Linked DNA regions of Hordeum vulgare: all the other regions are linked to region 2. A link is a contact called in public Hi-C data. All regions are on one chromosome and are shown on one strand. Each heading gives the region's core, a stretch centred on a gene start, on an enhancer-like site or on the middle of the called end of the contact. The rest is flanking DNA. Distances are from core to core; before and after follow the strand shown. Region 1 has its middle 150 kb from the start of LOC123411038. Region 2 holds the start of LOC123437194. Region 3 holds the start of LOC123437262 (N-terminal acetyltransferase B complex auxiliary subunit NAA25).

Region 1 (3,974 bases), core at 146-2,645, 550 kb before region 2:
GTGTTCGACGTCATAGGCATCATTCAAAAGCCACACCATCCTACATATCATAAAAAAAATCAACTAACTTCTCATATATATTCATCTATCATATAGGAATATGAATCTACTCATCTATAGGAATAGGAATATTCATCTACTCATCATACTCATATAGAAATAGTCATGTACTCATCTACATATAGGAATTGTCATCTACTCATCCACTCTTCTACATATTACTAAAAAATACTCATGGGAATCTACTCATCTTCAAAAAAAAATAGTCATGTACTCATTTCCTCATAAATCCACACCATCTATTCATAGGAATAGTCATATACCAAATCTACTCATCTAGGATTCATAAAATACCACTAACTCCTCATTTATATTTTAAATCCAGTCAAAACATGGCTCTCAAACAAACTAATACAAATCTGAAAATTTGCAATATTATTTGAATAGAAAGATGGAAAACGAAAGAAATTACTTTCTAGACCAATTTGGAGGATAAAACCACACAAGAAATCAATAGATCTAAAGGATTTGAAAGAGGGGATTGAGATGAGGAGATGAAGCAGCCGCTGCTGCTCTTTGTTGGGGAAAACGAGTGGGGAGGAGGTGGGCAAGGGGGCCGGCCCATGGCTGGATAACTCAAGGTGTGGCGCCTAAGAGCTCGACGCCACACTGTAGCGTGTGCAACGCCTGAGCCTTAGGCGTCACACTGTCGGGGGTGGAGCCTGCAGTGCCAGCGTGGATGGGGGTGTGACGCCAACGACTTAGACGTCATACGGTGTAGTGTGACGTTTACGCGTGGAGTGCCATACAAAAAGGTCAGCTCGACGGATTTTTTTCGAAAAGGGTTCAGTTTACGAGTTTTTTCAACCCAAGGATCAAATGGGATCAGATTTGTCAATTTTGCCGCATCGAGATCCACTGCACTGGTCGGCTGGAGCGTTGCGAGAAGAAGCTGCTACCATCTGAACCAAAACGAACGGCTAAACGGACGTAGTGAGCAACGTGTTAAGGAAAACGTTGCATTGCACGCATGCATGGATCCAAAGAAAGAATCAAAGAAGCGTTGTCGTTCGTCATCAATCAAGGAGACAAACAAGGAGCGTCGTCGACTATTTATCGTGGGGACGGAATCATGCAACGCCTGAGGCGAAGGCGAAAGCGAAAGCGAAGCCTCCCGTCGAGCCATCGGGCGCGCGAGGCCGCGAGGCGACAGCAGCGCCTTTCTGGGCCCCCGGCCGGCCGGCCGGCCGATCGAGCGCAAAGCTTCGCGTCCGGCCTCGGATCCCTCTCGCTGGCCGCTGCTGCCACGGTCGTCGTCTTCCCCGATCTGTTCTCATCCCCGAAGAGGTCACGCTCACGCAGCTTCGAATTCATTCGGTTTGTGGGCGACGGCGTACGGGACGGACGCAAAGGGACAAGCGAAACGAAAGCCCTGTGATGTTTACCGGGCTATATTCCTTCCTTTACTGTTCCGTGTCACGTCGCATCACGGCTTTTCCGCTCGTAATAATAGTATGATGGACCGATAGTGTTTTTACCGTGGACCACAATCCACACAACTGGTTATTACGTGCATAATCTTTGAAGTTTTTTTTAACACAGTACAGACGCAATCGTTTATATACATGTGCATACATTTATTTTTATAAACACATACACGCATATTTCATTTTATGGACATCTTAAAAAAATTAAACCAACATATCATCTTGAGAATTACAAAATCACCGCACACGTCTCGTCGTCGATGGAATAGTCTTTGAAATCAAGAGTGAAGATTGCAAGGTACGGTGTTTTGGGGAGTTGTGGCAGTGAGGGAACCCTTGAGCATTAATCCTATCTCCATCAATGATACGCGTCATTTCATAAGATTCTTTCTTGACATCATTGCATGTCATTTTGTGTAGTTCTTTTTCTTTTAGGCTGGTCATAGTGAAGAGTATCATATAATAGTATCATGCATATGATACTATTGTATGATATTACCTTCATAGTATATAGTATCATAAAGTAGTATTATAGATGACTTTATTTATTGACATGCATGACACATAATAGCATAACATTTAACATGTTATGGTATCTATTTATGTTACTTTAATCTTCTTTTTCTTTTTTAATTATCTGCCACATCAGCATGTTTGCTAGTCCCAAGTATATGATATTATCTTAGTTGTTCCCATTATGGCCAGCCTTAGATTTCCGCATAGCTTTGCCACTGCATCGTGCTGTGTCGCGTTGTCGGCCTGTTTTACCTCGCACAACCATTTGTCCGCATGTTACCTCATCGGAAAAATGTTATTGTTTTTGTTTTCATTTTTTCCCTTCACCTTATTTCCTTTTTTTGTTTGACATTTAAAAAAAAAACTGATTTTTAAAAATTGTTCTCATGTTCAAAATTTGATCACAATTTATATGTGAATATTCACGCTTCAAAAAACAATCAGGAATTACAAAACATGTCCTTGCTTTCAAAATATGTTCGTTTTTTCAAAAATGGTCGTGTTTCAAAAATTGTTATCCTATTCAAAAAGTGCATGATTTTCCGAAAAATGTTCTTTTTAAAGAAATTCTCTTTTTCTAAAATTTATCACAAATTGAAAACTTGTTCATATTTTATTAACCATTTCTGAAAATGTTGATAATTTAAAAATGTTCATGAATTTTAAAAAAGTGTACTTCATTTTCCTTAAAATCTTTGCCTTTTAATAAAATGTACGTAAGTTCAAAAAATGTCCATGTTTCAAAAAGTGTACATAAGTTGAAAAAAGTTCCTGCTTCAAAAATTGTCTTCTAATTTCAGAAAATGTTCCTTTTTTCATAAATTGGTCACAATTTTCAAAAAAATGTTCTTCTTTTCACATTTTTATAAAAAAATGTTCCTGTTTTACGAAAAATGTTTCTCTTTTTTCAAAATTTGTACAAAAACGGAAAACTTGTTCAAATTTTGTTCACCAATTGGAAAACAAATCATGATTTGAAAATGTTCGAGATTTTTACAAAATGTTATTCACTTTCTAAAAAATGTTCAACTTTCCAAAAAAATGTACAGAAGTTCAAAAAATGTTCGTGTTTCAAAAAGTGTAATTAGGTTTTAAAAAAGTTCCGCTTCAAAAATTGTTTAGAAATTTAAAAGAATGTTCTTTTTTTTCATAAATTGGTCACATTTTTCAAAAAAGTTCTTGTTTTCATATTTTTTTTAAAATGTTCCTCATTTACGAAAAATGATTCTCTTTTTAAAATGTGTTCACAAATTGAAAACTTGGTCAAATTTTGTTCAGTAATTCTAAAAATATTCATGATTTCATAATGTTCGGGAATTTTAAAAAAATACTTCATTTTCTAAAAAATGTTTGCCTTTTCAAAAAGTTCTTAAGTACAAGAAATGTTTGTGTTTCAAAAAGTGTACATAAGTTGAAAAAATGTTCCCATTTTTAAAATTGTTACAAATTTCGAAAAAAGTTCTTTTCTAAAGAAAATTGTTCTAAGTTGTTAAAATCCCCCTGTTTTCAGATTTGTTTGTGTTTTTATAAATTCTTCGGAAATTAAGAAAAAAAAACATTTATAAATTTTGTTTGTAGATACAAAAGATGTATAAGTTTCAAAAAAAATTACAAAATCACAACAGTATCCTTTTTGAAAAAAGAGAAAGAGAAACACAAGAACAAAAAGGGAAAAAAGAAATAGGAAAGGAAGTAAATGAAACTGAAAAAAACGAGCTGGTTAACAGGGCGAGCCTAGTCGCTTCGCCCTTGCCTGTGCGAAGATACCACCTCGTCGCCGTTGCCCAGAATGCGTACAGTAGGAGGTCCCACCTCATCGTGCTAAGGGCTCGTGTCTTGGAAATCACTAATTGAAGAGTACTTCTTTCATAGATCGCTGACACCTCTTTAGGTTGTGACAAGTGATGCACTGGATGCGTGCCACTTGTCGCAATCCGGAAGTTCTTCCTTTTTTCGTAGATCCGTATTTTT
Region 2 (3,597 bases), core at 814-3,313:
TACACTACCAATGGGCATGAATACACAAAAGGATACTATCTTGCAGATGGTATATACCCTTCTTGGTGCATATTTGTGAAAAGCATCAAAGACCCCCAAAGTAGGAAAGAGTGTGAATTAGCAAGGGCACAAGAGGCAACCCGAAAATACATTGAAAGAGCATTTGGGGTTTTGCAATCTAGGTTTGCCATTGTTCGTGGTCCTGCTTAGTTTTGGGACAAACGATCCTTAGAAACATCATGACATTGCTGTGTTATTCTTCATAATATGATTCTCGAAGATGAGAGAGGCATGAACTTGGAGTTCTTCTATGACAATGTCGGCAGCCGTGTCAAACCAGCTAGAGACCCTAACCGAATCAGAGCTTTTCTTCAGACCTACAGGGAGATTGAAGAAGCAAACACCCACTATCAACTTTAGAAGGATCTCATTGAGCACCATTGGCAAAGGGATGGGGAATAGTAACATTCCATTTTTCCATCCATTTATCCATTCATTTTCATTTCATTCATTTGTGATTTGTGTACGAGACAAGTTTTGTATTCATGTGTGACATTCATTTAGTTTGCTATGGTGATTTGAATAATTATTGTACTTTGGATGATTACTGCATTTGTAATATTGACATTCTGCTTATTTTGCACATGATGAGTAATTCTGATTTACGGGGTATTCGGTTTGCGGATCGACAGGGTGGCGCCCGAGCAAACCCCGCATTGAAGACCCGCATAGTAGCATCTTCTGCAAATATGTTTTTATATGGGCCCGTTTTGGGGTGTCTGTCTCTCTCCGCACTCGCGTCGGCCCGCAAAACCCATTTTTCGCGAACTGTAAACGGCTTTTGCGGGTCCGCATTATACGGGGTGTGCTAGAGATGCTCTAACTATGCAGAGGTCAGATATATGCTTATAATGTTTTGTATCCTCTTGATATTTCATTCTAAACAAATAAAATCCACCATTTGTAAAAAGGCCATCTATGGCTGTTTTAGAGGCCAAATTTTATTTGCGTGAGTTGAGCAAAAAATCTAGAAAGATCCCATATTCGGGATACCTAATATAGTGTTCATTGATGACGTGTGAATTTTTTGTTACTGCTACGCATAGAGTTGATCTGATCTACTAGACATAAGTTTTCTTTATCTTATATTTGCTTTATCGAAAGTTCTCATCAACGATTTTGCTAGTACTGTGAAAGATCCGTCCGCAACTCACATGGATTGGCATCTCGTCGGCTCGTACTCCATCAAATGGTATCAGAGCAGAGGTTGCTCATACTTGCTGATCAAAATGTTAAACTCTGTGAACACGGAGAATGTCAAGATTGCTGCTGATTCTAAGTTGTGTGACCCATATACGTTAGATGATCTTCCTCAAAATATTTGAGATATGTTTCATCGCGAGGCCGACCTCCAGGTTGCACCACCACACTGTCATGTTGTTTCGTGCCTCCTTTGTACCCCTCACTGCTCCAACCACCATCACCATGCCTCTCAGTGTCGTGCCACTGACTTGCGGGCCCAATGCTGTTTCGAAAAAACAAGAAAAAAATATTAATGAGATTTTTTACAGGAACTGAGAAAAATAGGTGTTAGACAACTTTCCCTAAATTATACTTCAACTATTTTTGTTTACTCCACATATTAGAGTTGACTGAAGTCAAAAACTTCATAAACTTTGACCAAATCTATAGAAAATAATATAAATATTTACCATAGAAAGGTCCATATTATGTGAAAGTACATTTAATAATGAATTTAATGGTATTGATTTATTATTATACATGTTAATATTTTTGTCTATAAAACCAAATTTACGAAGCTAATATTTGAAGTAAATAAAAACGAAAGGAGTACGATCATCCAGTAAGACAACTTTTACTGAAAGTTTTCACAGTAGCTATTGAAGATCTTTTTTTAGAATTAAAGTAGCTATTGGAGTTGCTCTAAACAATGTCACACAAGTTTGGTAGCGCTTAATGGGCCGTCAAAGGCCCGATCTTAGCCCAGCGAATACCCCCATCCCGTCGTCTTCAACCTCCCCCCTCGGTGTGTTGCTTCTACAGAGTAGAGTAGCCAATCGCGGCCACGGACAAGGGAACTAGGGAAGGTATGGAGGCGGCGCCGGAGAGGGAGAGGGAGGGTAGGGGGGAGGAGTGGAGCGACGGCGGCGTGCCTCTGGGTTTCCGGGTGAAGGCGTGTTCCCGCGAGTCGTCGGGGCAGAAGGCCGCCAACGTGCTGGAGCCCGACCTCCGCTCCCACTGGTCCACCGCCACCAACACCAAGGAGTGGATCCTCCTCGAGCTCAACGAGCCGTGTCTCGTCTCCCACATCCGCATCTACAACAAGTCCGTCCTCGAATGGGAGGTCACCGCCGGGCTGCGCTACAAGCCCGAGGCCTTCGTCAAGGTCCGCCCGCGCGGCGAAGCTCCCAAGCGCGACATGGTGTACCCGGCCAACCACACCCCCTGCCGCTACGTCCGCATCTCTTGTCTGCGCGGAAGCCCCATTGCCATCTACTTCATCCAGCTCACCGGAATCCCTGTACCTGGCCTGGAACCTGAATTCCAACCTCTTGTCAGCCACTTGTTACCACAAATATCTTCTTCGCAGAAACAATCTCATTCGTCGCACAATATGCACCTCCAGGTAGCTCTGCTATATACATGTGTGTTCTACTTGCTCTATTTCTGGTTCTTGTCTTGCTAACGTATCTCCACCCTGCTGAATGAATTGTATTTTTGCAAATTAAATCTAGCTGCTCAAAGACATTGCAAGCAGGCTACCACCATTTCTGCCCCAGATTGAGGTAAAATTGGTCTTGCTCCTAGGCTATAAGCTAGCAGCAATTTGCTGTTTCCCCCATGCTCTCACATTGTCCACTTCAACGGGCTGACTGTCTGCTTATCATTCTGCAGGCTGACCTTAATAGCATCACAGACACCCCAGAGAGCAGTGTTCGTTTCCTGGCTCTGCTTGCTGGCCCATTTTATCCAATCCTCAGCCTTATAAACGAAAGGTGTGGCCCATTTCAAATATATGCTTAATTGCCTGCCTTCATCTCTAGTTTACATACATTATGTGCATGGGCACTACTATTTACGCCCTCGTGTGTGCACCCACCTGTGTGCGAGCAATGCCATTTGATTGATACATTCCCCCAAATTTACAGGGACGCTACAAAAACATCGATTTCCTCCACTGATTCAGACACCCTAAAGACTAGCCTGGCTTCTATTCCAACTGTTTCCTCAAACTTCGAGGCATGTAAATATTCTTTCTGCACACTTCTGTTTATCCTTTTATATAGCTTTTGCTATGTGCAATCGTAGTGTGCTACAGTAAGAACTATGAATGTTGAAAGCTTAATTACATGGTACTGCACCTCCGCTCTATGTCATACTCCCTCCATCCCAAAATAAGTGTCTCATTTTGGGATGAAGGGAGTACATAGCTTCCCAGTTATGTAAAATACTAAAATGTTTATAGGAACAAGTCATTTATCTTCTGCACATCTCTTTCTGAATGAACATTAACTATCCATGGCGCCGAGTGCTGACTAATTGTACACAGACCCCCTTTCTGAGTTCTGAAAAGAC
Region 3 (3,982 bases), core at 1,188-3,687, 950 kb before region 2:
TGTCAATTGCCCAATAATAATTTGTTTATCCACTATATGTTGTTGTCATGAGAGATGCCATTAGGGAAAACTATGACCCCCGGGTCTATTCACCATATATTTATAAAACGTCCAATACCTTGCTGTCATTTACTTGTTTTCATTTTATTTTGCAATTTACAATTATCTACAGTTATCTACACATCTCACTTGCTTGCAAATAACAATACCAAGGTGATTGATAACCCTCTTGCCCGCGTTGGATGCAAGTTGTTTGTTCTTTTGTGTGCAGCCGCTGAAGATGGTTGTTGTTGATATTCCTATTGGTTCGATAAACCTTGGTTTCATAATCGAGGAAAATATTTACCCACATTGTGTTGTGATAACCCGTCCTCTTCATGAAAAACCCAACGCAGATCATAAGTATCAGTAGGTGTGGTTCTAATTCAATGGATTAAAGTGGAGTTGTCGATGTTGGCGTTGTATTGGTGGAGTTGTGGTGTTGCTGGTTTGACGTTGTACTGGTGGAGTTGTGTGTTGCCGGCTTGACCATTCTTCTATGAAATAATGATACACCTTTCCTTGACGAATTCTATAAAAAATACATTCAAGAAAGATTATGATTAATTAAGCAACATGACAATGGGCATCTAGCCCAATCATGGGAAAGACTGGCACATATGCTTATGATTTGTGCTACTCATGGGTTGGATGAACCTTGGAAATGGTATGTTTTTATATATTTTTTGCAACATTTTTTTGGTGTTTCAGAAATTCCTATTCAGGTCATATACTTCAATGTTTAGCTTTTATGCTGACGACAATAGTCGAATCTAGTCCATTTAATGGTCCATGGCAGCAACGCCGGCCTCAGCCTTCGCTTCGCCTCCATGTTGTTTGTCTCCTCTACTCGACATTTGACCATAGGCAGAAAAGCTTTGCAGTGTCCATCGTATCCATGGACACTGCAAAGCCTTTATGGTCACCGCCCGTGCGTTTGCTGCCACCATGTCCCTGCAACACCCTCTACACCACCGTTGTTGGAAATTGTTGTATTCGTTGCGAGCGGACGGCTCCCAATGCTGCGAGGGGCGGTGACCAACCGGGGGCAAGGGGGGCATGACCGCCTGCGTGAGTGCCGGCTCTACTGCGACTTGAGCTAACACCGATGTTGCAGTCGATGCTACAGGGGCATGCTCGGTGCGGTGAGGTGGGGACGCGGTTGCCCTTGTGATGACGACGACATCGGGTGCTATGAGCGACGGCGCATAACACATATCTCGCCGGCGGCGAAGCTGAAATGCAATGGGGGTGCTTGTCGACGATGGAGATGCATTGTAACACATGAGGTGCTCCGACCTGCGAAACCTGCCGGCGATGAGGCTGCAATGCAACACCCGAGGTGCTGCGACTAGCGGAACTCGATGACGTTGGGGCTGCTGTGGCTTGCAATGTAACCCAAGGTGCTGCAACCGGCAGAACTCGCCGGTGGCGGGGATGCAATGCATCACCCGAGGTGATGCGACCTGCGGAACTCCTCGATGAGGATCTGCAATGAAACACCGTGAGGTGTTGCGATCATGGATCTACCCAGTGGCGGAGTTGCAATATAGCATGCGGAGTGTTGCGACCCACGGATCTCACCATCGGCGGAGCTGCGATGCAACACAACGCTCAAGGTGTTGAGACCATGAATATTGCCGACGACGGAGCGGCAACTACGAGCCGGGGCGGTGAAAAATTGTCAGAATCGCGATTCAAGTCTTAGAATCTTACGATATTACGATCCAAATTAGCCCCTTCGATTCTACGATTTTGCTCGTAGAATCTAAGTTTCTATGATCCTGATAGTTATGATTCTACGATTCACGATCCTAGCAAGGGAGCTCCAATCCGATTGAGAATCTGGTGATATTTTCAACGATGACACGAGCGCTCGGTTTGTTGTGGCCAGTGGAGAACGAAGCAAGATGATATCTAGAACGGGATCATGTTGACTCATCCAACGGCCTAAAAGAATGTATCCGACGGTTTATAACCCGGCTGTAGCAGCGGTCCTTTTTTAAGGGCAATCGTGATACAAATAAATTAACAAAAGTCACCCGCAAGTAGAAAATGAACATGTCTTTTCTATCACTTTCGTCTCTGCCGTCATGTGGGGCCAAACGGCACCAAAAGTCCGACCACCATCTCGTCACCTCATCCGGTTCTGCCGTTTTGCCGGTTCTGGTGCAAGGCCTAGACACCGTTTTCTCTCTCCGTCGATCTACGCCGCTCACCAGGAATCCAACGGCCCAGAACTCGGCAACCTCCTTGGTAGGGTTACGGCATCTCCTCGCTGCTCAGTCTCACACGGCAGACGAACCTACGCCGCCCATCCTGCCATCGACGGTCCGGACCCTGGCCACGTTCCTTCCTCGGACGTGGCCACTCGGGTCGCCCTGCCCCCTGCGCACGAGCCGCGCCGCCGTCACACCCCGACTCGATAAACCCTTCCGCGCTGTGCCTCCGCGGTTCTCCCCTTCTTCCTCCTCCCGCTCTCACCCGCTACACCCCCGCCGCTCAAAACCCTAACCCTAGATCGTGAGGGCCCGCTGACATGGCCAGCAAGTTCGGGCTCGCCGGCGGAATCCCGGAGCGGCGGGTGCGGCCGATCTGGGACGCCGTCGACTCGCGACAGTACAAGGCCGCGCTCAAGCTCTGCACCTCGCTCCTCGCCAAGCACCCCACCTCACCCTACGCCCTCGTGAGTTCCCTCGGTCCTCCTCATCTCCATTTTTCTCTAGTTCCCGTCGTGGACTGGTGAATCTGGCTTGGAAAATGGGTGTGGTTTGTTTCGATGCTTATATTTGGAGCGTCCTGTGTTTTCTAATCAAACGGATCGACGGACCAGCTGCATCGATAGAAGCTAGATGGCTTGTGGTGCATTGTGCTGAATTGCCTGCTAGTTCTAGCTCATAATAACTTGCTTGAGCTGTTGGTACCGATTTAAAGACTCTTAGGCCACCTATGACTAGCTGGGTGCATTTTTTTTTGACTATGACTGGGTGCATAAATTCAATAGGAGGCTTCTTATTGAGTGGTGTGGCAGTAAGAGCTTGTGGCAATCCTAGGAAACAGACTGCTCAGACTAACGCGGGGGAACTACTGGCATTCTGAAGCCTCTCCCATTAAGCTGAGTCGTCTAATTCACAGTGGATTTATTTGAAGGCACCCAATTCCTCTCCCTGGCAAAAGTTTGCTAGATTGCTGCGTATCAAGTCGGATGGGAGGGGAGAGGATATGGTGGGAATGATGTGATACATAGAAGTAATTGAGTATTGTGGACTGATGGAACTCATGTTGAAGCTTGAGAGGTAGGGGACCAAGATATTTTGTTAAGAGAACTATAGGGGGTCCTATTCCAGATGAATACTTGCTTACTCATAAGTATCAACTAGCATGTCATTTAGTTTAAACTCTTCTGTTCGCTTTTCTCAAGCTTAGCCCCAGAAGCGAAGCCAATGCCTTAGTTCCTGCAGGTGGCAAGATGCTAACTCTTGAGCTGTGGTAGCAAATCAATTAGTTCAGAAACTTAAGAATAGACACTATCTGTACTTTATGACTTAATGCTATTAAAGTTAGGATACTAAGCTCTTCCTTAGACATTTAGGAACGTATTGTCTATAGAGCTGTCTCAAATCAGTCTAGAGCTTGAAAATCCTACATGCTATATTTGTTTTGTGTGACCGTAGCACGACCTTGATGTATTCCTTTCTATCTGTTGAAGATCTTGTAACAGAGCCACCGTTTTTAGTCAACATGATCAACTCAGTTTTGATCAGAACTAATGGCTTTATGTTGGCTGTATTTAGAATGCAATTAAATGACACTGTTTAATTATCTAATTTCAGGCTCTCAAGGCTCTTACTTTGGAAAGGATGGGAAAGCCTGATGAAGCACTGACTGTCTGTTTGAATGCCAAGGAGCTATTGTACTCGAATAACATTTTCCATTTTGACGA

Evidence for each region. A called contact is a pair of places that touch in the nucleus more often than the background predicts.
Region 1: a contact with region 2 is called in a Hi-C map of leaf, with 6 times the contacts expected there. The contact joins the enhancer-like site here to the promoter of LOC123437194 in region 2. A contact is called at or near these places in 4 of 6 Hi-C or Micro-C datasets (leaf and seedling) and 1 of 1 datasets of contacts at active chromatin or transcription factors (embryo).
Region 3: a contact with region 2 is called in a Hi-C map of leaf, with 3 times the contacts expected there. The contact joins the promoter of LOC123437262 here to the promoter of LOC123437194 in region 2. A contact is called at or near these places in 4 of 6 Hi-C or Micro-C datasets (leaf and seedling).

Annotation. Positions count from the first base shown.
Region 1 is chr1H:361,377,977-361,381,950 of MorexV3_pseudomolecules_assembly, reverse strand. No RefSeq gene overlaps it. Among protein-coding and RNA genes, the nearest start is that of LOC123411038, 150 kb to the right of the region's middle. Within about 2 kb of position 1,395, at least 2 of the 3 cell types and tissues checked have open chromatin away from gene starts, as enhancers often do. A contact at or near this core is called in leaf, where this site is marked.
Region 2 is chr1H:360,828,899-360,832,495 of MorexV3_pseudomolecules_assembly, reverse strand. LOC123437194 reads left to right here and starts at 2,063. Exons shown (of 23, transcript XM_045115691.1): 1 at 2,063-2,647; 2 at 2,757-2,807; 3 at 2,917-3,017; 4 at 3,171-3,261. The coding sequence starts at 2,111.
Region 3 is chr1H:361,774,897-361,778,878 of MorexV3_pseudomolecules_assembly, reverse strand. LOC123437262 (N-terminal acetyltransferase B complex auxiliary subunit NAA25) reads left to right here and starts at 2,437. Exons shown (of 19, transcript XM_045115697.1): 1 at 2,437-2,725; 2 at 3,873-3,982. The coding sequence starts at 2,579.